Linked DNA regions of Macaca mulatta: region 1 is linked to region 2. Evidence: chromatin contacts called from public Hi-C data. All regions are on one chromosome and are shown on one strand. Each heading gives the region's core, a stretch centred on a gene start, on an enhancer-like site or on the middle of the called end of the contact. The rest is flanking DNA. Distances are from core to core; before and after follow the strand shown. Region 1 holds the start of POP5 (POP5 ribonuclease P/MRP subunit). Region 2 holds the start of COQ5 (coenzyme Q5, methyltransferase).

Region 1 (6,680 bases), core at 3,452-5,951, 60 kb before region 2:
GATGTTCACCTAAATTTACTGTGTCAACTTGGGCAAGCCATTTTCCTCCCTGTGTCTCACAGGATAATGGGACCTACCTTCATGAGGCTGATGTGAGGACTCAATCAATCAAACACAGAAAGGACAGTGGCCGGCATCCAGTGAGAGCCCAATTAATGATCACCCAGGAGACACGGATGGAGAATAAAGACAGTTATCCTGGCTGGGCGCGGTGGCTCACGCCTGTAATCTCAGCACTTTGGGAGGCCGAGGCGGGCAGATCACGAGGTCAGAAGATTGAGACCATCCTGGCTAACACGGTGAAACCCCGTCTCTACTAAAAATACCAAAAACTAGCCAGGCGTGGTGGCGGGCGCCTGTAGTCCCAGCTACTCGGGAGGCTGAGGCAGGAGAATGGCGTGAACCCGGGAGGCGGAGCTTGCAGTGAGCAGAGATCACGCCACTGCACTCCAGCCTGGGGGACAGAGCAAGACTCCGTCTCAAAAAAAAAAAAAAGAATCTGAGAAGTCCCAGGACAACTGTAACAACACTAACAGTAATGACAACAGCGACCACCCCCATTGATCCAGGGGTACCTGACTCGGCTAAGGGCACAGGTTGGGATCAGACAGACGTGGATTGCGCTCTATTGTGCACCTGGGTGAGCTCACCTCTCAGAGCCTCATCGGCTTCCTCACCCGTGAGACCGGGAGGATAATGCCTCCGCGGCCCGGCTCGGGAGAGAACCGAGGAGGGGCTGGGGTGTGAGCCCCCGCCGCTGCCCCTTCGCGGCCAGCATTCCGGGGGCAGGCACGGCCGGGGCACACCCCTGTCGCCGTCCAGCGCATCTCCGGGCCCAGGGGGTGGCGGCTGCTCCTCCTCGACGCCTCCGCGGGCATATTCCCCCGCGGCCTCCCGCGCCGCGCAGCGGGGACCCGGGTGATTGCAAACAGCCGCCGGCCTTATTAGGAGACTTGTAATTAGCGGCTGGCGCAGCCCAAGCCGGCGCGGGCTAATTACCGCGGGGAGCCCGCCGCGCCACCAACGCTCCAGCCCGCCCGCCCGGCCACCACAGGCGTCTGCACCGTCCGAGGCCAGAAGGGGCCGGGCCTGGTCCAAGACTGGGAGGCCGCGGGCCGCGCCAATGTGCTTCCTCCCGGGGCTGTGCCTGTGGGGGAGAAGTAAATCATTTGTTCAAAACAGCGTTTACTTCCCGGGGGCGGTGAGGCACGCCTGTAATCCCAACACTTTGGGAGGCGGAGGCGGGAGGATCACTTGAGGTCAGGAGTTTGAGACCAGCCTGGCCAACATGGTGAAACCCCGTCTCTACTAAAAGTACAAAATTAGCCAGGCGTCGTGGCCGGCACCTGTAATCCCAGCTACTCAGGAGGCTGAGGCAGAAGAATCGCTTGAACCCGGGAGGTAGTGGTTGCAGTGAGCCGAGATGGCGTCACTGCACTCCAGCCTGGGCGACAGGCTGAGACTCAGTCTCAAAAAACAAACAAAAACAAACAAAAAAAAAGGCTTACTATGCACTCCCTGAGCCAGGCATTTTGTCCACGTGACCCCGCTTAAATTTCATATCCACCCACGAGGGAGGAACCATTGTTATCCCATTGCACAGATGAGGAAACTAAGATCTGAGGCATGAATTAACCGTCCCGACAGCACCTGGCCGGGCCGGTAAATGACGGAGTGGTGAACAGAACCTCCATCTGTCGTCTCCCCATCTTATTACGCTAAATGGACGAGTGAAACCCTGCACAGGAGAGCACCAGCCGTGTTGACCAGAACAAGGACTCTGGAGTCAGCCGGCTTTGGGTTCGAATTCTGATCCTGCTCGTAACTGGATAGGACGCTTTGGTCTGAGCCCCAACTGCATCTATAAAATGGGCGAAGCATTGCCGCTGAAATGAAGGCTGGGAAGTGTTAGGAGTGAAATTTCCGTGAGGGGTGGAGCGCTCAGGGGTTGGGGGTGTGTTGCTCTCTCCGCGCACTGCGAGCCTCTGGCGCCCCCTGTTGGCCAAATGAGGATGCCGCAGACACTTTCTGGAGAAAGGTTGTTCTTGGGTGGGGAGTGCCGTCGTTATCACTGGTCCCTGGGTAGAGCCACGGCGTTCCCTCTTCCTATTCTTCTCTTCCCTACCTTTCCCCACATCCCTCCTTTAAGGTGGCCAAGAAGAGTGGGAGATGGGAAAATTCAGAACTCATTCCAGATCTTGCAAAAATCAGTTGTGAAAGCTGCCTCCATTACAGACCTCACAGGACCAGCCAAGGCTAAGACATTTCTACAAATAATCAGGGATGGGCATAAAGACTAAGCTACAAAGCCATACATCAAAGTACTGGGCATAACAAGAAAACCTGGAAATAATGTAAACGTCTACCAGGAGATACTGACCAACTTCACAGTGGTACATCCAAACAATGCATTACTGCACAGCTGAAAAAACAGTATCGTAGCTGAACAGTTGACATGAAAATATAGCGAAACAGCCAGGCGTGGTGGCTCACGCCTATAATCCCAAAATCCCAGCACTTTGGGAGGCCAAGGTGGGTGGATTACCTGAGGTCAGGAGTTCGAGACCAGCCTGGCCAACATGGTGAACCCCTATCCCTACTAAAAATACAAAAATTAGCCAGTTGTGGTGGCACGCGCCTGCAGTCCCAGCTACTTGGGAAGCTGAGACAGGAGAATCGCCTGAACCCGGGAGGCAGAGGTTGCAGTGAACTGAGATCACGCCCCTGCACTCCAGCTTGGGCAATAGAGACTCCGTCTCGAAAGTAAATAAATAAATACAAAAATTAGCTGGTCGTGGTGGCGGGTGCCTGTAACCCCAGCTACTCGGGAGGCTGAGGCAGGAGAATCGCTTGAACTCAGGAGACGGAGGTTGCAGCGAGCCGAAATCGTGCCATTTCACTCCAGCCTGGGCAACAAGAGCAAGACTCTGTCTTAAAAACAAAAAAAGAAAAAAGAAAATAGAGCCAAAACAACAGGAATCAATCTTACAATCATGTTGAGCAAAAGAAGGCAAACACAAAAGAAAACATGCTGGAGGACATTTATATAAAATTTAAGAACAGGCAAAACTAATCTAGCAGGGTAGAAATGGTAATAGTGGCAGTAAGGGAGTTTGACTGGAAGAGGGATCAGGGAACCTTCTGGGATACTGGAAGTGCTCTTTAATCTTGGAGGTGGTTATAGAAGTCTACGCATATGTAAAAATTCATTGAGATGTACACTTAAGAATATGTATTTTGGCCGGGCGCGGTGGCTCAAGCCTGTAATCCCAGCACTTTGGGAGGCCGAGACGGGCGGATCACGAAGTCAGGAGATCGAGACCATCCTGGCTAACACAGTGAAACCCCGTCTCTACTAAAAATACAAAAACTTAGCCGGGCGAGGTGGCGGGCGCCTGTAGTCCCAGCTACTCGGGAGGCTGAGGCAGGAGAATGGCGTAAACCCGGGAGGCGGAGCTTGCAGTGAGCTGAGATCCGGCCACTGCAGTCCAGCCTGGGTGACAGAGCGAGACTCCGTCTCAAAAAAAAAAAAAAAAAAAAAAAGAATATGTATTTTATGTAATACCACATAAGACTTTTTTAAAAAAATACTTAAAAAGAAAATAAAAGAAAAAACATAATTTAACAGAGGGCATAGTTCTCAAACTGTTTTCTCTGTCTCAGGACCCCTTTACACACGTTACTGAGGATCCCCAAGAGCTTTTAGTTTTGTGGGTTATATTTACTATGGACATTAAAGTTGAGAAATGTTTAAAAAAAATACACAATTCCATTAGCTGTTAGAGCAGTGATATCATCACGTCAAGCAGCCTCTGGAAAACTTGACTGTTCACTCTGAGAGAATGAAAAAGACAAGTAACATCTTAGTATTATTATGAAAGTAATTTTGGCTTCGGGGACTCCTAAACCGAGTGAGTTTAGGAAATCTCAGGGGTCCCCAGACGACACTTTGAGAACCGCTGGCCCAGGGGGAAAATGACAGAAGAAAACACACTACACGACAACAGTTATTCTCTCTCAGTGCTGGGATTATAATTTATTTGCTTCTTTGTGCTTTTCTGTTAAAAAAAAAAAAATAAAAAGGAAAGGAAAACAGAAATGGAAAATACAATGACCACGTATTGTTTCTGCGAACAAAAAATGAGACAGCACACTCGCCTCCCTAAGATTTTTGAAAGGCCCAAACAGCAATAGCACATTTAGCTGCATGGAAGAATTAAACTGAGCTCAAACCTGAAAATAAGAGTCCGATTTCCCGTTTGTCAATCCCTGGGCTGTGAAGTGCAGGGTCTTGCCCTCAAAAACTCCACGGTTCACCTTGGGGAGAGAATGTACTCGCATACATACCTGTGCTGCAAGGTTCCCAGGGCCCCAAGGGCAGCGGTTGCATCCTACACAGTATTGTAAACTCCGGTGTGCAGCAAAACCACCCATCGCAGCTGCAAGCCGCTCCAAACCGCTCCCAGCCGCTCCAAGCCGAAGTTCAGCCCTCAAACTAGTCAGAGACCCTCCGCAGGACGCATGCGCGCTTACAAACGCAGAGTTAGGTGGGGCTTGAGGGAGACTGACACAGAGTTCGGCCTCTCAACTTTCTAGCTCCGCCCGCATGTCCTGTCTCCTTCTCTGAATGGCTGAAAGGCTGCGGAAGTAAGCTTCCCACGGGCCGCGGACGGAACCCACATCCGGTTTGCACAGCGATCCCGACGGCGCGGAGGCAGCTATGGTGCGGTTCAAGCACAGGTAAGCATTCCCTTCCAGACCCACCCAGCGCCTTGCCAGGTCCCCGCGGCGCCGCTAGCGCCCACCTTCCTCTCGCCTGCCGCAGGTACCTGCTCTGCGAATTGGTGTCTGACGACCCCCGCTGCCGCCTAAGCCTCGATGACCGAGTTCTGAGCAGCCTCGTACGGGACACTATCGCCAGGGTGCACGGGACTTTCGGCGCAGCCGCCTGCTCCATCGGCTTCGCGGGTGCGAGAGCGTTGGGGGAAGAGGGGAACCCGGGAGGATGGCGGGACGTGGAGGGGGCAGGCGCCGGAGGAAGAAAGAAGGGGCACGAGTGGCCAAGCCCGTGCATCGTTTTTTGTAAGGTATCTCTTTAAGCGCCGGGGACCGCAAGCGAGAGATCCACACGAGTCCGAAATTAGCAGAGAGCTAAAAGGAGGGGCCCGAAGGCAGTGGGTCTTTGAGCTAGAGGCCTCTTTTTGCCTGCTTGACAGGTAATTTCTGTAATTGGTTGTGATTGAATTTGATAGGATAGAGAATTAAATGAGGGAAGCTGTATCTAGTTCCTAGTAAGAGCTATTATGACCGATTACATTAACATCACATGGAAAAAAATTGTCGAAAGTATCCTTGGGAATGCCCTTAGTTGGTAAAGTACAGAACACATGATCGTCAATATATGTGAATACAGGATGAGCCGGGACAAAGAGGGGCCCGGGGCCCTTCTTCCACACCATTTATATTAGTTCCCCCTTTTACCTTGCTTGAGGATTGACTTCTGGAGAGTTAAATGCAGATAGGCTTAACTCATCCTTAAGTCAGGTGAGACTCAGCTGACTGCTACAAGAATTACAGAGCCCAACTGCAGTAAAACAGCCTATTTTTCAGGCGAGGGTTTTTCCTAAATTAAAATGGATCGCCCTCCTACCTGCTCCTATTTATTGAATTAACTAGTGAATTAGAAAGCATGTTAGATTCTAAATTCATTCACCAGTTCTGAGTGGTGTGCAACACAGTGGGTGTTTTGGCTTTTCTCTTTTACTCGCTGAAAGATCCTACGTGCCACTTGTGCTCTGTTACTCTAAAGTTTTTTTGTTTTTTTTTTTTTTTTTGAGACAGTCTTCTGTTGCCCAGGCTGCTGGAGTGCAGCAGGGAGATCACAGGTCACTGCTGCCCCCACCTCCTGGGTTCAGGCGATTCTCATGACTCAGTCTCCTGAGTGGCTGGAATTACATGCGTGCACCACCACGCCCGGCTAATTTTTGTATTTTTAGTAGAGACGGGTTTTCATCATGTTGGCCAGGCTGGCCTCGAACTCCTGACGTAAAGTGATCTGCCCGCCTCAGCCTCCCAAAGTGCTGGGATTACAGGTGTGAGCCACCACACACAGCAAAATTTTCCGAAATGATTTTTTTTTCCCTGTTGTAGTTCGATACCTCAATGCCTATACTGGAATAGTGCTACTTCGATGCAGAAAAGAGTTCTATCAGCTTGTGTGGTCAGCTCTTCCCTTCATCACATACCTGGAGAACAAAGGACACCGTTACCCATGCTTTTTCAACACGTTACATGTGGGAGGTAGGAGTGACGTGATACGGCTACTGATTTTCAATAGGTGACATGTTCAGAGTTCAGTCTAGACTGGTGGGTGGGTCTTCCTGCTGTCCCGCTAACAAGACACTTCCCCTACCTCTGAAAGTAAGGTCGAGACCTTTCACAAGCTGTTGACCGCAGTAACTCACATGCCAGGTACAATAAGAACATGTCAGAAGTTCCTAATTCAGTACAACAGGAGACAGCTGTTGATCTTGTTGCAGAACTGCACTGATGAAGGTAAGCAATACTAGCCCAGTGCCCGCTGAGCAGTGACTGACCTCGAGCTGAAGAAATCACTCCCAAAGACATCTTTCATCCCTATCTGCCTTCTCCAGGAGAGCGGGAAGCTATCCAGAAGTCTG
Region 2 (7,055 bases), core at 4,106-6,605:
GCAGATTAGTCATTTCAAAATTACTTGTCTTGTAAAAGTTTAAGCAGAATGGACTTCCTTATGTGGGGTAAAACTGACCAGTTTGGGGATTTGGTGATTTCTCAGAAGGTCAGATAGACAACTTAGTTTAGGGGCCGGGCACGGTGGCTCACGCCTGTAATCCCAACACTTTGGGAGGCTGAGGCGGGCAGATCACGAGGTCAGGAGATCGAGACCATCTTGGCTAACACGGTGAAACCCCGTCTTTACTAAAAATACAAAAAATTAGCTGGGCGTGGTGGCGGGCGCCTGTAGTCCCAGCTACTCAGGAGGCTGAGGCAGGAGAATGGCGTGAATCCGGGAGGCAAAGCTTGCAGTGAGCCGAGATCGCACCACTGCACTCCAGCCTGGGAGACTCAGTATCAAAAAAAAAAAAAAAAAAAAAAAAAGTTAGTTTAGGCGTGGTTGGGTAGAATTTCACCTTGAGTGACTCTATTTTGGTTTGGTCTACTGTACCGAAGCTCAGTGCAAACCAGTGGGCTCCTATACATTGTATTTAACAGCTGTTAACATTGACTATCACATTTAATCTTCACAATTACTAAACTTTAGACTAAGTGTGCCTATAGTGTGGGGAAAAGAAAGAGAGATCAGCCTGTTACTGTGTCTATAGAAAGAAATAGACATAAGAGACTCCATTTTGTTCTGTATTTGAGATGCTGTTAATCTGTGACCCTACCCCCAACCTTGTCCTTGCAAGAGACATGTGCTGTGGTGACTCAAGGTTTAAAGGATTTTGGGCTGTGCAGGGTGTGCTTTGTTAAACAAGTGCCTGAAGGCACCTTGCTGGTTAAAAGTCATCACCATTCTCTTAATCTCAAGTACCCAGGGACATGTACACTGCCAAAGGTCTCAGGGACCTCTGCCTAGGAAAGCTAGGTATTGTCCAAGGTTTCTCCCCATGTAATAGTCTGAAATGTGGCCTCGTGGGAGGGGAAAGACCTGATCGTCCCCCAGCCTGACACCCATGAAGGGTCTGTGCTGAGGAGGACCAGTACAAGAGGAAAGAAGGCCTCTTGGTGGTTGTTGGCAGTTGAGATAGAGAAAAGCATCTGTCTCCTGCCCGTCCCTGGGCAATGGAACATCTTGGTGTAAAACCCGATTGTATGTTCTGTTTACTGAGAAAGGAGAAAACCGCCTTAGGGCGAAAGGTGGGACTTGCTAGCGCAGTGCTGCTCTTTATGCACTAAAAAGGTTTATGAAGATGTTTGCATATGCATATCAAGGCACAGCACTTTTCCTTAAACTTGTGTCACAGAGATCTTTATTCATATGTCTCACTGCTGACCTTCTCCCTACGAGGATCCTATTATCCTGCCACTTCCCTAAGATGGTAAAGATAATTATCAATAAATACTAAGGGAACTGAGAGACTGGTGCCGGAGTGGGTCCTCTGTATGCTGAGCGGCGGTCCCCTGGGCCCACTTTTTCTTTCTCTATACTTTGTCTCTGTGTCTCATTTCTTTTCTCAAGTCTCTTTCCACCTAACAAGGAACGCCCACAGGTGTGGAGGGGCAGGCCACCCCTTCATATAGTCCCAGCTACTCAGGAGGCTGAGGAGGGATGATCACTTGAGCCCAAGAGTATGAATCCAGCCTGGGTAACACAACAAGACTCTGTCCCTAAATAAATAAAAGTTAAAGATGAGAAAATGGACTCCAAAAGTTTAGATAATTTGCCTATGATCACATAGCTAAGAAGTGATGTTCTTACCTATGAGATAAGCAGGTCCTCATTTTACAGATACAGACAGTGAGGTTTAGAAAATCATGGCCAGGCGCGGTGGCTCACACCTGTAATCCCAGCACTTTGGGAGGCTGAGCCGGGTGGATCAACAGGTCAGGAGTTCGAGACCAGCCTTACCAACATGGTGAAACCCCATCTCTATTAAAAATACAAAAAAAAATTAGCCGGGCATGGCAGTGCACACCTGCACCTGTAATCCCAGCTACTGAGGAGGCGGAGACAGGAGAATCACTTGAACCTAGGGGGCACAGGTTGCAGTGAGCCAAGACTGCGCCACTGTATTCCAGCCTGGGCAACAGAGCGAGACTCCATCTCAAAAAAAAAAAAAAAAGAAAGAAAGAAAATCATGTATATGGGGCCGAGCGCGGTGGCTCATGCCTGTAATCCCAGAACTTTGGGAGGCTGAGGCCAGTGGATCACCTGAGGTCAGATGTTCCAGACCAGCCTGGCCAACATAGTAAAACACCATCTCTACTAAAAATACAAAAAATTAGCCGGGCGTGGTGGGGGGCCCCTGCAATCCCAGCTACTCAGGAGGCTGAGGCAGGAGAATCACTTGAACCTGGGAGGCAGAGATTGCAGTGAGCTGAGATTGGGCCACTGCACTCCAACCCCGGGCGACAGTGCAAGACTCCGTCTCAAAAGAAAAAAAAAAAAGAAAATCATGCATGTGGGTCAGGTGCAGTGGCTCACGCCTGTAATCCCAGCACTTTGGGAGGCCGAGGTGGGCAGATCAAGAAGTCAGGAGTTCAAGACCATCCTGACCAATATGGTGACACTCCGTCTCTTCTAAAAATACAACAATTAGCCGGGCGTGGTGGCACACACCTGTAGTCCCAGCTACTTGGGAGGTTGAGGGAGAACAACCGCTTGAACCAGGGAGGTGGAGGTTGCAGTGAGCCAAGATCACGCCACTGCACTCCAGCCTGGGCGACAGAGTGAGACTCTGTCTCAAAAAAAAAAAAAGAAAAGAAAAAGAAAAAGAAAGGAAAATCATATATGTGGCCAGGCGAGGTGGCTCAAGCTTGTAATTCCAACATTCTGGGAGGCTGAGGCAGGAGGATCACTTGATGTTAGGAGTTTGAGACCAGCCTGAGCAACATAGTGAAACCCATTCTCTACTAAATATTACAAAACAAAAAATATATGTTTTACAGATACAGACACTAAGACTTTGGGAATCATACCACACCTATTTGTACTTTGGAAAATTACAGACGATTCCCTTCCAACCACAGTAGTTTGAGATTCAAAAGGTCACATAGACATGCTATTAAGGAAATGACCAGGGCCAGGTGCCGTGGCTCACACCTATAATCCCAGCATTTTGGGAGACTGAGGTGGGTGGATTGCCCAAGCCCAGAAGTTTAAGACCAGCCATGGCAACATGGCAAAACCGTCTTGACAAAAAATACAAAAATCAGCCCAGTGTGGTAGTGCGCACCTGTAGTCCCAGCTACTCAGGAGGCTGAGGTGGGAGGATGGCTTGAGCCTGGGAGGGTAAGGAGTGAGCTATGATTGTGCTACTACACTGGGTGACAAAGTGAGATCCTGTTTCAAAATAAAGAATGAATGAATACATAAGTAAATAAAACCAGTCTGGCCAAAATGGTGAAACCCCATCTCTACTACAAATGCAAAAATCAGCGCCGGGCGTGGTGGCTCACCACTTTGGGAGGCTGAGGCGGGTAGATCATCTGAAGTCAGGAGTTCAAGACCAGCCTGGCCAACATGGTGAAACTCCATCTCTACTAAAAATACAAAAATTAGCCTGGCATGGTGATGCGTGCCTGTAATCCCAGGTACCAGGGAGGCTGAGGCAGGAGGATTGCTTGAACCCAGGAGGCAGAGGTTGTAGTGAGCCAAGGTCGTGTCACTGCACTCCAGCCTAGGCAACAGAACAAGACGCCACCTCAAAAAAAAAAATGCCTTTCAACAGTCCTTGTCCTGCTTCACTTTTTACAGGTTTTGCCCCACAAATCATATGAAATAAGAGAACAGTGAAATACTGTTGGTCTGGATACTTAATCTGATGTGCAGAAGGAACAGCCCCAAATCCTGAGATCCATTCTTTTATATAACTAGATATGGAAGAGATAAGATTCTTTGATGAGACTTTATTTATTTATTTAATTATTTTTGAGATGGAGTCTCGCTCTGTCACCCAGGCTTGCGTGCAGTGGTGCAATCTCGGCTCACTGCAACCTCTGACTCCTGGGTTGAAGTGATTCTCCTGCTTTAGCCTCCTGAATAGCTGGGACTACAGGTGTGCATCACCACTTCTGGCTGATTTTTGTATTTTAGCAGAGACGGGGTTTCACCATATTAACCAGGCTGGTCTCGAACTGCTGACCTCATGCAATCCGCCTGCCTCGGGCTCCCAAAGTGTTGGGATTACAGGCCACTGCACCCAGCCACTTAATTTCTTTTAACAAAGACATGAGAATTATGAATACATGGATGAATCATTTCGCCCTTGTATCATTCCTTTTTTTTTTCTCATCACTATACCAACGAGGACCTTCTATCATTCTTAAAATAAAAAAGAAACAGAAATCCCCGCGCAGTACTTCCCAAACGAAAGCGGTAGGTGTCCATCTGTCAGGCTATATTAAACCAGGAAGAGAATTTTCGTTTCAAAATAGTTTCTTCTATTGGCGCTTTCTCCTCGTGAAATATTTACAGGAAACATACATTTAAAATGGAATGAAAGCAGAAACATACAGTAATCCAAGCAAAACTCAACAACGTCCATTCTTTATTTTGCACAAGACGGTCTACATTACCCTTTCCATTAAAAAAAGACTGAAAATCTGGGGCTGAAGTAAAACACCCATGACATGCCAGTTGGAGCTAGGAATGTAGCTTTGTGTCAGCAGGAGACCAAGTGTGAGTGGTGGTTCTGGCTTGCTAAGTGGATACTTGAGCTTTCGTTCCCATTTATGAGCTTCCTAGGTTCATAAAACGGACAGACCAAAGAAGTCTGCCCGTAGTATGTTTATTTTTCAGAGTAGTCTAGCATATGTTTCTCAAGAATGGTCTGCAAATCTCTTGCATCAGAATCACCAGAGAAATTTGTTTAAATAGAGATTAAAGGGATATATGTCAGATTTACTGATTCAAAATCTCTGGTAGTTGGGAACCCAGGAATCTTCATTTTAAAACTTAAACCAAGTGATTCTTACGCTCAACAAAGTGTGCAGGAATTGGCCCCGTGATCTTGGCTTTTTAATCACACCATGCCTCAATTTCTCCCTTCTGCACAAGAAAACAAGAGTTCCTGGATATCTTGCGAGTTAGTACTCTTCTGCCTAGCCAGATTCAGAGACATAGCCGCTAAGAGGTGACTCGGGGCTCCCCTGAGCTCCCCTCATTCCTGGTGAATTGTAAATTCAATCAGAGAAGAGAGAGAGGAAGAGATTTCCGATACTTAAAGACTACCCTCTGGATCCTAGAGATTTTGCCCGTACAACTGTGTATCAGATTTCAGGGCGCGTTCGGCTAATAATGTTTCCCGCCAGCCGCCGTCGTTCGTCTAGTGACGCAACAAGGCGTACTCTCTGGCCCTTGTCACTCGACTACCAAGATGGCTGCCCCCAAGAGCTGCGCTCTATGGAGCTATTGCGGCCGTGGGTGGTCGCGGGCGATGCGGGGCTGCCAGCTCCTCGGCCTTCGTAGCTCTTGGCCGGGGGCCTCACTAAGTGCTCGGCTCTTGTCCCAAGAGAAGCGGGCAACGGAAACGCACTTCGGGTTTGAGACTGTGCCGGAAGAGGAGAAGGGGGGCAAAGGTGAAAGGGGCGAGAGGGCGGATGGAGGGATCTGACCGTCCACGGTCTGGTTTCTTCTGGCCAGTTAGGGTTGATTTAACATCCAGTTAGTTCCAGTGTTGTTGTCTGTGCAGTTCTGATTTCTTTTTTTTCTTTTTTTTTTTTTTTTTTGTGACGGAATTTCGCTCTTGTTGCCCAGGCTGGAGTGCAATGGCGCGATTTTGGCTCAGTGCAACCTGCGGCTCCCGGGTTCAAGCGATTCTCCTGCCTCAGCCTCCCAAGTAGCTGGGATTACAGGCGCCCGCCACCACGCCCGGCTAACTTTTTTGTATTCTTGCCAGAGATGGGGTTTCATGAGGCTGGTTTCGAACTCCTGACGTCAGGTGATTCACCCACCTCGGCCTCCCAAAATGCTGGGATTACAGGCGAGAGCCACCGCGCCCAGCCAGACGCCCCCTTTTTTTTTTTTTTTTTTTTTTTTGAGACGGAGTCTCGCTCTGTCGCCCAGGCTGGAGTGCAGTGGCGCGATCTCGGCTCACTGCAAGCTCCGCCTCCCGGGTTCACGCCATTCTCCTGCCTCAGCCTCCCGAGTAGCTGGGACTACAGGCGCCCACAACCGCGCCCGGCTAATTTTTTGTATTTTTAGTAGAGACGGGGTTTCACCGTGGTCTGGATCTCCTGACCTTGTGATCCGCCCGCCTCGGCCTCCCAAAGTGCTGGGATTACAGGCGTGAGCCACCGCGCCCGGCCAGACGCCCCCTTTTTAAAAGCAGAATAATGATGACTAAATCCCATCAACTGAGCGTTTGTGATGTGCCAGGCAACGTACAGACATTATTTTCATTTCTCATTTTCTTTTTTTTTTTTTTTTTTTTTTTTTTGAGACTGAGTCTGGCTCTGTTGCCCAGGCTGGAGTGCAGTGGCCGGATCTCAGCTCACTGCAAGCTCCGCCTCCCGGGTTTACGCCATTCTCCTGCCTCAGCCTCCCGAGTGGCTGGGACCACAGGCGCCCGCCACCTCGCCCGGCTAGTTTTTTGTATTTTTTAGTAGAGACGGGGTTTCACCGTGTTAGCCAGGATGGTCTCGATCTCCTGACCTTGTGATCTGCCCGTCTCAGCCTCCCAAAGTGCTGGGATTACAGGCTTGAGCCACCGCTCCCGGCTTCATTTCTCATTTTCAACATTCCAGTTGTGTGTATTGTTATTACCATATTACACGTAAGGAAATTGAGACTTAAAGGTTAAGCAAGAAGTTGCCCGGTTGGAACATATCTAGTAAGTGGCGGAACCAGTATTCAAACCCAGTTTAATCAGAGTCTGAAGCCCACGTTCTTTATCTCTAGAGAAAAATAGGTTTTTTTGTTTTGTTTGTTTGTTTGTTTATTTATTTATTTATTTATTTATTTTGAGACGGAGTTTCTCTCTTGTTGCCCAGGCTGGAGTGCAATGGAACAGTCTTGGCTCACTGCACCTCAGCCTCCTGGGTTCAAATGATTCTCCTGCC

What was found. A called contact is a pair of places that touch in the nucleus more often than the background predicts.
Region 1: a contact with region 2 is called in a Hi-C map of blood, with 2.3 times the contacts expected there. The contact joins the promoter of POP5 here to the promoter of COQ5 in region 2. A contact is called at or near these places in 2 of 14 Hi-C or Micro-C datasets (blood and liver).

Annotation. Positions count from the first base shown.
Region 1 is chr11:127,903,838-127,910,517 of T2T-MMU8v2.0, reverse strand. It overlaps POP5 (POP5 ribonuclease P/MRP subunit), which reads left to right and starts at 4,701. Exons shown (of 5, transcript NM_001266561.2): 1 at 4,701-4,740; 2 at 4,826-4,968; 3 at 6,151-6,300; 4 at 6,472-6,555; 5 at 6,654-6,680. The coding sequence starts at 4,721.
Region 2 is chr11:127,843,701-127,850,755 of T2T-MMU8v2.0, reverse strand. It overlaps COQ5 (coenzyme Q5, methyltransferase), which reads left to right and starts at 5,355. Exons shown (of 6, transcript XM_077955428.1): 1 at 5,355-5,573. The coding sequence starts at 5,372. All of the region lies in intron 1 of LOC144333152 (a long non-coding RNA gene), which reads left to right.